Regions from separate parts of the Oryctolagus cuniculus genome. Here region 2 is linked to region 1. A link is a contact called in public Hi-C data. All regions are on one chromosome and are shown on one strand. Each heading gives the region's core, a stretch centred on a gene start, on an enhancer-like site or on the middle of the called end of the contact. The rest is flanking DNA. Distances are from core to core; before and after follow the strand shown.

The links. A called contact is a pair of places that touch in the nucleus more often than the background predicts.
Region 2: a Hi-C map of an unstated tissue shows a contact between it and region 1, with 3 times the contacts expected there. The contact joins the enhancer-like site here to the promoter of FAM110B in region 1. A contact is called at or near these places in 4 of 6 Hi-C or Micro-C datasets (ear pinna, liver, psoas muscle and 1 more).

Annotation. Positions count from the first base shown.
Region 1 is chr6:83,117,934-83,122,667 of mOryCun1.1, forward strand. It overlaps FAM110B (family with sequence similarity 110 member B), which reads left to right and starts at 2,453. Exons shown (of 6, transcript XM_051844496.2): 1 at 2,453-2,797.
Region 2 is chr6:83,561,526-83,566,259 of mOryCun1.1, forward strand. No RefSeq gene overlaps it. Among named protein-coding and RNA genes, the nearest start is that of UBXN2B, 12 kb to the right of the region's middle. Within about 2 kb of position 2,841, at least 1 of the 8 cell types and tissues checked has an H3K27ac peak or open chromatin away from gene starts, as enhancers often do.

The DNA.
Region 1 (4,734 bases), core at 1,203-3,702:
AAGTAATTAAAGCAATAGAAAAGCTGGAACTCTCTGGTTATATTCCCAATGATCAAATCCTGGACCATAGAGAAATCTCCTATGACTTTATAAATAAACAATTTGAAAAGAAATCTAACTCAAAATACTGTACACAAGCAAGACAACTTAGGGGGCTGGTATTACGGTGCAGCAGATTGAACTGCTGTTTGCAATGCCAGCAACCTGTATCTGGGCTCCGGTGTCAGTCCCAGCTACACTGCTTCTGATCTGGCTCCTGGCTCATGTGCCTGAGAAGGCAGCGAATGACGGCTCAAGTATGAGCACACCTGTCATCCACATGGGAGACAGGGATAGAGTTCTGGGCTCCTGCTTTGTCCTGGCTCAGCCCCAGCTGTGACAGCCATTTGGGGAGTGAACCAGTGGACGGAAGTGCGCTCTCTCTCTCTCTCTCTCTGTCTTTTCTCTTGCTCTCTCTCGTAGGTCACTTCACCTTTCCAATAAACACACAAATAAATAAATCATTCTTAAACAAAGACATCATATTGATTTCAGCAGGGACTCTGTCAGGTTTACTTCTGGTTTGCTTGGCTTCCCTCGAGGGCACCCTCCAGCTGCTGCAGGCTTATACTAGCTTGGGCTGAGCAGTGTGTCCGTACTAGTCTGGAAATAGGACCCCCATTTTCCTGAGGACTCATATATCCTTCTCACCCCTGTCTTTGTGCCCAGGGGTTGACATGCATTCTGATTGGCTGGCCTCCTCACATGCCACAAGCAAGCCGAAGTTCTATGTTCCAGTCCCACCCAATGGGAGGGAGCATTCCCAAAAGGAAGAGGATGAGGTAATGTTTTCTTGTGTGTGTGTGTGTGTGTGTGTGTGTGTGGTGTGTTTTAAGCCCCACTTTGACGGAGAGAAGCTGGTTCCATTTGCTAGGGAACTGATGAAAACTAACCGTTTTCTATTGTTAAATGACTCTTGGAGTTACTGGAGATCACAGCATATCTGTCGCTCCCCCTCTTCACGGAGGAATGACACTAAACCCTGCCTAGGCTTCATATCCGAGTCACGGCACCATTATGTCGCTCCCCCTCTTCGTGGAGGAACGACACAGGACCCTGCGCTGTTCTTTCGTCTGCTCGGCCCTCCCCGGGTTTGCTGCTGGTTCTTCCCGGGTTGGCTACTATCCCTTCCACCTCCGTGGAAGGGCAGTTCCCCCTGGCCACATTCCCCACTTCCGCAGGGGAGCGGCACACCGCCGGCCGGTTCTCTCGGGGGCTGCACGGGTTCCCTTAGATGTTCCCCATAGATGTTCCTGGTGCATGCCGTCTCTCTCCTCCTTTATAGTCCTCCTCCGCCAATCCCAACTCGGCTGCCCACATGCCGAGTACGCTGCTCTCCTCCAATCAGTAGCAAGTCCTACAGTTTATTGGTTGAACTGGAGGCAGCTGTGCGGAAGCTGTTTACTTCTCTCCCAGCGCCATATTGTGGGAGAGCAGATGCATAGAATAAGTCTTAATTCCAGTAACTCAGTCTAGTCCGGTTTGCTCCCCACACATATCTGTGATCACAAACAATGCATTAGGATACCAAAGGAAACTTGCACTGAAAACGCAGTGTTATGTCGCCTTTTAATGTGGTAATCTTGTAAATGGCCAAAACTCTATTGCAGAGGTCTGACCTTTATTTATTTGATAATTTCTGAATTCAAAAGAAACAGTACTCACAACCATTTAAGTACCTGTATGTGTAGATAGCCTTGTTGAGAAAATGTGGTGTATGCGATTGTATTTCCAATGTTTTCTAAAGTTTAGAGAAAATATTTGCTAAATATTTTTGAGAAGGAATTATGGTGAGTCCCTATTTCACTTAAATCCAGTCATTTTGGTAAAAACGGATTTCATATTTTAGAGCTCCCAGTAGCAAAACTGTGTTTAGTCTTCCTAAAGCAAGATAGCCTCCCTGAAGAAAACCAACCAAGTTATTAAGCAAATAGTTTTTAAAAATTCTAAACGTGTTAAGGAAATATTATGAGATGACTAGTGATGCACTCCATTTACTTAATTTGAAACATCAGCTGGCCCACAGTCTAAGGGCAGTACATCAGGCCTGAGGATTACTATTTTATTCTATTCTACACAAACATGTAGAAAACACTTCCAGAAACGCAGCCTATAAATAATATTGCAATAGTCCATTTAAGTATTTGAAAGTTAGCAAACCGAGAATGGTGCCCAGAGCCACAATGGTCGGTATGGGTTGGCTACCAAGTGGATTATCACACTGAGGACACAAACTCCAGGTCGCGAGAGTCACGCGGCCTGAACTGGGGTCCTAGGCTCTGATCTAGGGGAGCCTTCACCTGGGGGCAGGTGCGGGAAGGCGGTAGGGGTGGCGGGACGGGGCTTGGGCGGGGCAGGTGAGACGGGGCGGGGCAGAAGCTGGGCGGGGCGTTGGAGGGGCGTGTCCCCTTCGGTCAGCGACACGCGCTCTCGGTCGCAGCAACTCCCTGCAAGTTCCCTCCCTCGCTCTCCGGCGGAGCCTGCCGGAGCCCTCCCACTCGGTGCAGACCGAACCATCGCGGCCACCGCCAGCAGCTGGGCCCTGCGCGGCCGCGCGTCCTGGGCCGGCTTGGCCAACCCTCCCTGCTCCTTGCCCGCAGCCCCACGGCGGCGTTGGCGGCGGTGAGGACTCGGCGGCCCCAGCAGCCCGCCCTCGGCCCTCGGTCCTTCTCGGGCCCAGACCGTCCCTCCTCGCCGTCTCTGGAAGCCTGACCGCCGGCTTGGCCCGCGCCGCCCCGAGCCAGGGAGCACGGCCGAGGTAAGACTGGGGGTCAGAGTGCTGCTGCAGGTTCGGGGTCCGGGTCTGGTGGCCGCGCTGCGCTCCGTCAGTGGACAATGCCTAAGCCGCGCGCGGGCGGAGCGAAGCCGGATCTGCTCCTGCAGCCTCCCCGCCCTGCCCTCATCTCCGTCTAGCCCGGCATGGGGGCTTCGCTGGCCCTGACGGACCGGGCCGGGGTTCCGGGGAGGCGGGGGCGCCCTGCCCGCCCTGAGCTCCGGGCCGGGCGAAGCCGACTGCGCTGCGTAGCCGGGCTGGGCCCCGGAGGCGCGCCGGCGGGTGTCTGTGGAGGAGTGGGTCGGCGAGGCACCGGGGCTCTCCTCCGCCACCGCTGCTTGCCCCATCTCTGATTTCCGTGCCAAATACTTTGGAAATACCAGTATCTCCTCATCCCTGGCTGGGAGTGAACTGCAAGGTATGCAGATTCCATGGCTCTGAAAGTTTGTTTGGGGTTATCCCCTCCAGTGGCTCCCTCGCTTGTACTTTCTTTGAAAGCATACAGATTTGAAATATAATTAAATTACCCTTGGCTCACGCTTATCCCCATCCCCCGGCGGAGCTCACAATTTGGCAACAAAGCGCATGCCAGCTGTGGGAGCCCGGTGGCTGCCCTGCCCGGCCTGGTGCCCTCCTATTGTCGTGAGATCCGGAGCTGCACTGTGTAAATGGCAGTGACAAGTCTCCTAAGCTGGCTTGAGGAGAAGATAACTTGATGCGTGCTTAAATTACTCTGGACAGTGGAAAGAAAGCACCTGGTGCTGGGCTAGTTAACCCTTTCAAGACGTGACTCGGATTTGCTAAGACACTCGCACACAAACATGAGGCTTTCTTTGCTGCCTAAGATACCGATAAACTCTGCGGGTTTTCTTCACAGCCAAGTTATGTCCCGTGCAGAATCTGGCACACATCTGTGACAACATCGCATGGCTGGCGTTGTAAGGACTGCACACTGGTTTATTTTTGAAGAGGAGAGTATGATTGTAGAACAAGCATTTTTGCAATATGTTTAGAGTCATTCCCTGGAATAGAACCTCTACCAATTTATTGTCCTCATTTTTTGCCATTGCAACTTGTGGTCATTCAGATGTGCTCTTTCATAAGTATAGTTATTTTAACATAAGGGCAGGTTCATGGTAACCTGGAATTCTTCAGTGGTAAAATCTCATGGCTTTGTGCTATGATAGTTGACCTGTGGTATTTCTGGAGGTGGTACACCATGAAGTCACTGACTGAACGGAGAGACGGCAGTGCTCTGCCAATCTGATAATCAATAAAATGCTTAGAGCAGGACCCAACATATAGCCTGAAGTAAGTGTCAGTTAGCATTGTTTTGAATTGTATTATATATAAGTCCATGTGTTTTTTGGTTTGGAAATTGATGGTTTTGGGTTTTTTTTGTTACAGGTCTTTTGGCTCAAGTCTGGTTTAATTTTGGGATGGAATCAGGGGTGGGTGGTGGTTTTACTTGTGCCTGGCAAGCTGCTCTCTATGTTGGTAGGTAAGGGCTGATTTAGAACTTCTCACGTAGTGGCCTGCAAGGACCATAGCTATGAACCCACCCCTGTCCTGGTGCACTTTATAATTAGGAGACCTCAGAATCCTTCACGGGCCTGATTGTCCAAGGAGAGGCCCAGATGTTAGGGAAAATCTAGGGTCTGAGGGTCTGAATCTTGTCCCTGAACTGTGCCCCCCTCTCCCCTACTCTAGGTTGAGAGTAATGATTCCTAGTTGAAAGAACATGTTGGCACAGCAGCGTTAAGTGGGTCCCATTGTGGTAAAAGGTAATTACAGATCGATAGATCTGCTAAAAATACATCAACCAGAGCCTATCAGTCTTATCCATGGTTTATAGTATTTAGAACAGGATTTGTAGTCTAACTGGCCAGGAAAAGAAAAATCAAAATGGTGTGTTTGCTGCC
Region 2 (4,734 bases), core at 1,591-4,090, 440 kb after region 1:
CTTACTGGGATATTGTGTAGTACTGCATTCATGAAGATTTTATCTTCTGTTCGATTAAGATGAGGCGGATTGGAGCTGGGCTGGATTAAGTACAGCTACTGTGGAAGTCTGTGGGCTTGGGCTCCCTCTGGTGGCTACTTGTCATATTGTTCATATCTTAGGGATTGTTTTTAATGTGGATTCTTTTCATGAATAGGCCAAGAAACACTTCTTAAAGCCAAGAGAGATCAGGAAATAATCTCAGAACCCCTCCCCCATATGATCAAAAATTCTTGTACCCAATGATATGGAGCTCATCGTGTTCACCAGAACTCTCAGTGAGTTATTTATAAAGAAATGGATTGGAGTAACTTGGCCTAGTGGTTAAGACCCCTGGGTCCCATGGCAGATTACCTGGGTTCAAGTCCCAGATCCGGCTCCCAATTCCTGCTTCCAGCTAATGTGGGACTTAGGAAGCAGCAGTTATGGTTCAGATACTCAGGCACATGCCACCTACACGTTACCTGGGTTTATTTACTACTGCCAGCTTTGGCCCTGGCAACAGCCCTGGTGGTTGTGAGAATTTGGGGAGTGGGTCATTGAATGGGAGAGCAGTTTTTCCTGCAGTGGAAAACTGGGAGTAAATAATCTATTTGCCTCACTCTATCTCTCTGCCTGTCAAACAGCTACATTTTTTTTCCTTCCATTCCGCTGGTTCATTCCCCAAATGACCACAATGGCCAGAGCTGAGATGATCCAAGACCAGGAGCAGGAACTTCCTCCAGGTCTCCCAAGTGAGTGCAGGGGCCCAAGGACTTGGGCCATCTTCTGCTGCTTTCCCAGGCCGTAGCGGAGAGCTGGATTGGAAGTGGAGCAGCCGGGACTCGAACTAACACCTATAGAGAATGCCAGCACTGCAGGCTGGGGCTTTAACCCATGCACCACAGCACCAGCCCCGAACAGCTACTCTTTTAATGAATTATGAATTGAAGATAGCCTTCAGTGGGGAATAAAGCTGCAAAGGACAGCTTACTAGCAATTGGTTTTCTTTTTTCTTTTTAATGTTTGCTCTGATTGATAAAGGATGGGGGATTTGGACTTTGGAGTTTAGCAAGGGGAGAAATTCCTCCCTCACCCTGGACTGTGCGACACAATAGCACAGGAAACATGGAAACCCCAGATTAAACAGGACGCACACAGTGAAGCACCTGTGCCATGTGAGATGCTGAAGCTTCCTGACACAGACTTCTGGGTCCCACAGAAAAAGTGAAGGGGCTGAACTCTACATCCTGGGGATTTGGGAGTGCTAGACAGAGCTGTGTTCCCAAAATTCAGAAAGTCCCATGTATGAAGCCCTGATCCTTAAGATGATGCCATGAGGAAGTGGGGTTCGGGTGGTGTTCAGGTATTAAGGGTGGCGTCTCATGATCAGATTAGTGCCCTTACAAAAAAGAGGCACCAGACAGCCTCTCCCCTAACCCCCATCACTGCTCTTCCAGGTGAAGGCAGCCATCCCTCAGCCAAGAGGAGGGCCCTCATCCTCAACCTTGCTAGCACTTTGACCTTGGATTTGCAGCCTCCAGAAATGTAAGACAATAAAATTCCTGTGGTTTAAGCCCTCTAGTTTCTGGCACTTTGTTCTGGCAGCTGATGGATATGAGCGCTACAGCCAGAGTCTAGAGGTACAACGGAATGTAGGCATCCAATGCCATTGAACAAAGCACCATGGTCTGGAGCTGACGCTCGGCAGAGTGGGTAAAGCTGCCACCTGAGGTGCCGGCATCCCATGTGGGTGCCGGTTCAAATCCTGGCTGCTCCACTTCCAATCCAGCTCTCTGTTGTGGCCTGGGAAAGCAGCAGAAGATGGCCCAAGTCCTTGGGCCCCTGTACCCATGTAGGAGACCTTGAATAAGCTCCTGGCTTTGGATCGGTGCAGCTCCAGCTGTTGCAGCCATCTGGGGAGTGAACCAGCAGATGAAAGATCTCTTCTCTCTCTCTCTCTTTCTCTTTGCCTCTGCTCTCTGTTACTCTGCCTTTCAAATAAATAAATATATTTTTTTAAAAAGTCACCATGGTCCTCTTTTTGGAGGACCTGTAAACGAACACACCCAAGACATCTCTGGTTCAAGACTCCTGCAAGTAGTTGACAAGAGGGAACAGCAGCGCTGTGGGGAATTATGCCCTAATCTTTTTCACAAGCCCACACAGGAAATGATGGCCATGTGTATAGCTTGCTGGGAAAGGTGCTTGTTCAAGGCCTTTGGACACCCCAGGACTTGCACAGCTTCCCAGTGGCTCATCATGTCAGGTTGGCACAGTGGGTTAAGCCCACACTTGCTGTCAACACCAGGATCCCTTATGAGAGTGCTGGCTTGAGTCCTGGCTGCTCCACTTCCAACCCAGCTTCCTACCAATGCACCTAGAAGGCAGTGAAAGGTGGCCCAAGTGCTTGGGGCCCTGCCACCCAAGTGGGAGACCTGGAGAGAGTTCTTGGTTCCTGGCTTCGGCCTGGCCCAGTCACCAGTGGAAGGTCATGCTGTAGAGGGACAGTGTTGGGGCAGGTGAGAGGGCAGAGATTGGTGAGAAGAAGCGGTAATTAACCTCTGGGCAGAATCTCTGTCTCAGGCCCGTGCTGGCCCTACAGACCTTCTAGAACTGGCCACTGGGCCCTCATGTCTCGTGGCAAACCTAGTCCTTCACTGTACTCTGCCTGGCTACCTTCAGCAGGGCCTTTGAGTTCCCTGTGCACTCACTCAGCAGCTCTTTCTTGGACCTGGTACAGAAATGTGTTGGCGCAGTTGTCGTGGTTGCTACCCTGTTTGTCACCTGTTATATCTGGTCGTTTTCTCTGTGTCACACGTTGCACAACTGAGAACTGAGAAGTATGCACAAAGGGGAAATGCTTCTGAACAGCCAAAATGGACACAGTCCCTGTGTAAGATCGCTGTGACGCTGGCATCACTCTGAAACTGCCCAGAGGTATTCTCGGTCCTGTTGTTACAATGGAGGGAAGACATCAGTGTTAGAGAAAAAAGAACAGTTTTCTGGGAATCCCATGATGCCATGATGATTATTGTCCCAATGACCTAAAAGCCCTTTTTCTTAGTTGCATTTCTTATTCCACCATGAAGTATCTTGTCACAACTTCAGATTAGGATGGAAGGGGTTGCCTAAAACTATTAACGCTTCCTTGCTCTAAATTCCTGGAATGAAGAGAAGTAGCAGGTGCCATTCTGGGTCCAAAACGAGGCATGCCTTGCCCATGTTTCTTCCCTGTCTTGTTCCAGGGGATAGAAGTGGCGTCAGGCTCCGAGGACAATGTGAGGCAGAGGCTTTCACCATCTCATCTTCTTCTCTGTTGCTTGTGAATCACAAAGATTCGGGGCTAACTGTTACCACAGCATGGTCTTCCTGCCTGACACATACATGCTCCAATTGTACAAATCGAAGAGCCCCTCAATCATTCCTTGATTCGTGTTCTTACACAGGTCATAAAAACCTGCACTATCTAATATTCTAAGTTAAAGTTTCTTATTTCTATATGTGGATCAATTAATTGTCTTTTTTTTTTTTTTTTGACAGGCAGAGTGGACAGTGAGAGAGAGAGAGAGAGACAGAGAGAAAGGTCTTCCTTTGCCGTTGGTTCACCCTCCAATGGCCGCCACAGCTGGCGCACTGCGGCCGGTGCACCACGCTGATCCGATGGCAGGAGCCAGGTGCTTCTCCTGGTCTCCCATGGGGTGCAGGGCCTAAGGACTTGGGCCATCCTCCACTGCACTCCCTGGCCACAGCAGAGAGCTGGCCTGGAAGAGGGGCAACCGGGACAGAATCCTGCGCCCCGAGCGGTACTAGAACCCGGTGTGCCGGTGTCGCAAGGCAGAGGATTAGCCAAGTGAGCCACGGCGCCGGCCTAATTAATTGTCTTTTAAAGAAACAGCTGCATGCCACCCATTGCTTGCCTCTGTAACAGAACACCTGGCACTCAGTAATTTATAAAGGGTAGAAATATATGGACTCTGGGAGACTGGGAAGCCCCAGATTGAGGAGCTGCATCTGGTAAGCATCTCTGGCTGGGTCATAACATGGGCGAGGGTATCACAGGGCAAGACAGAATAAGGGAGGCCTGAATTCACTTTTAGGACAAACCCACTCTTGCAATTAAAACATTAATCCATTTATGAGGGCAGGGCCTTTGTGGCCTAATAACCTGTTAAAGATCTCACCTCTCTGCACTGGTGCTTTGAGGGTTCAGTTTCCAGCACATGAACTTTGGGGGACACATTCACACGGTAGCAAGCTGGTGGCCAAGAGGGATACATATAGGCTGTAGTAATCAGACAGCAAAACAAGTGCATCAGCTTGGTGTTATTTAGTAGACAGCCAACCCACAGAGCTGCTTTAGTAGACTCTATGTTGCTGATGATATCATTGCTGTGGTCCTTGAGCGTCAAACATCCCTGCAGTCGACATTCTAGTAGAGGTGATTTTACTTCTGTATTCCTTTATGTCAACCACAAGATGTCTAGACTGCAGAGTTCTCATAGAAATGTCTGCTCACACTTATTGCAGGTGCCGTTAAGACAGTAGCACTAGGGGGCAGTGTTGTGGCACAGAGGGTTAGGCCACCACTTGCCATATCAGGGAGCCTCATCTGCTCCACTTACGAGTCAGATTCCTGCTAGTGCACCTGGAAAGTCAGTGGACTACGGCCCAAGTATTTGGGCTGCTGCCACCTGTGTGAGTTCAGGGGGGGTG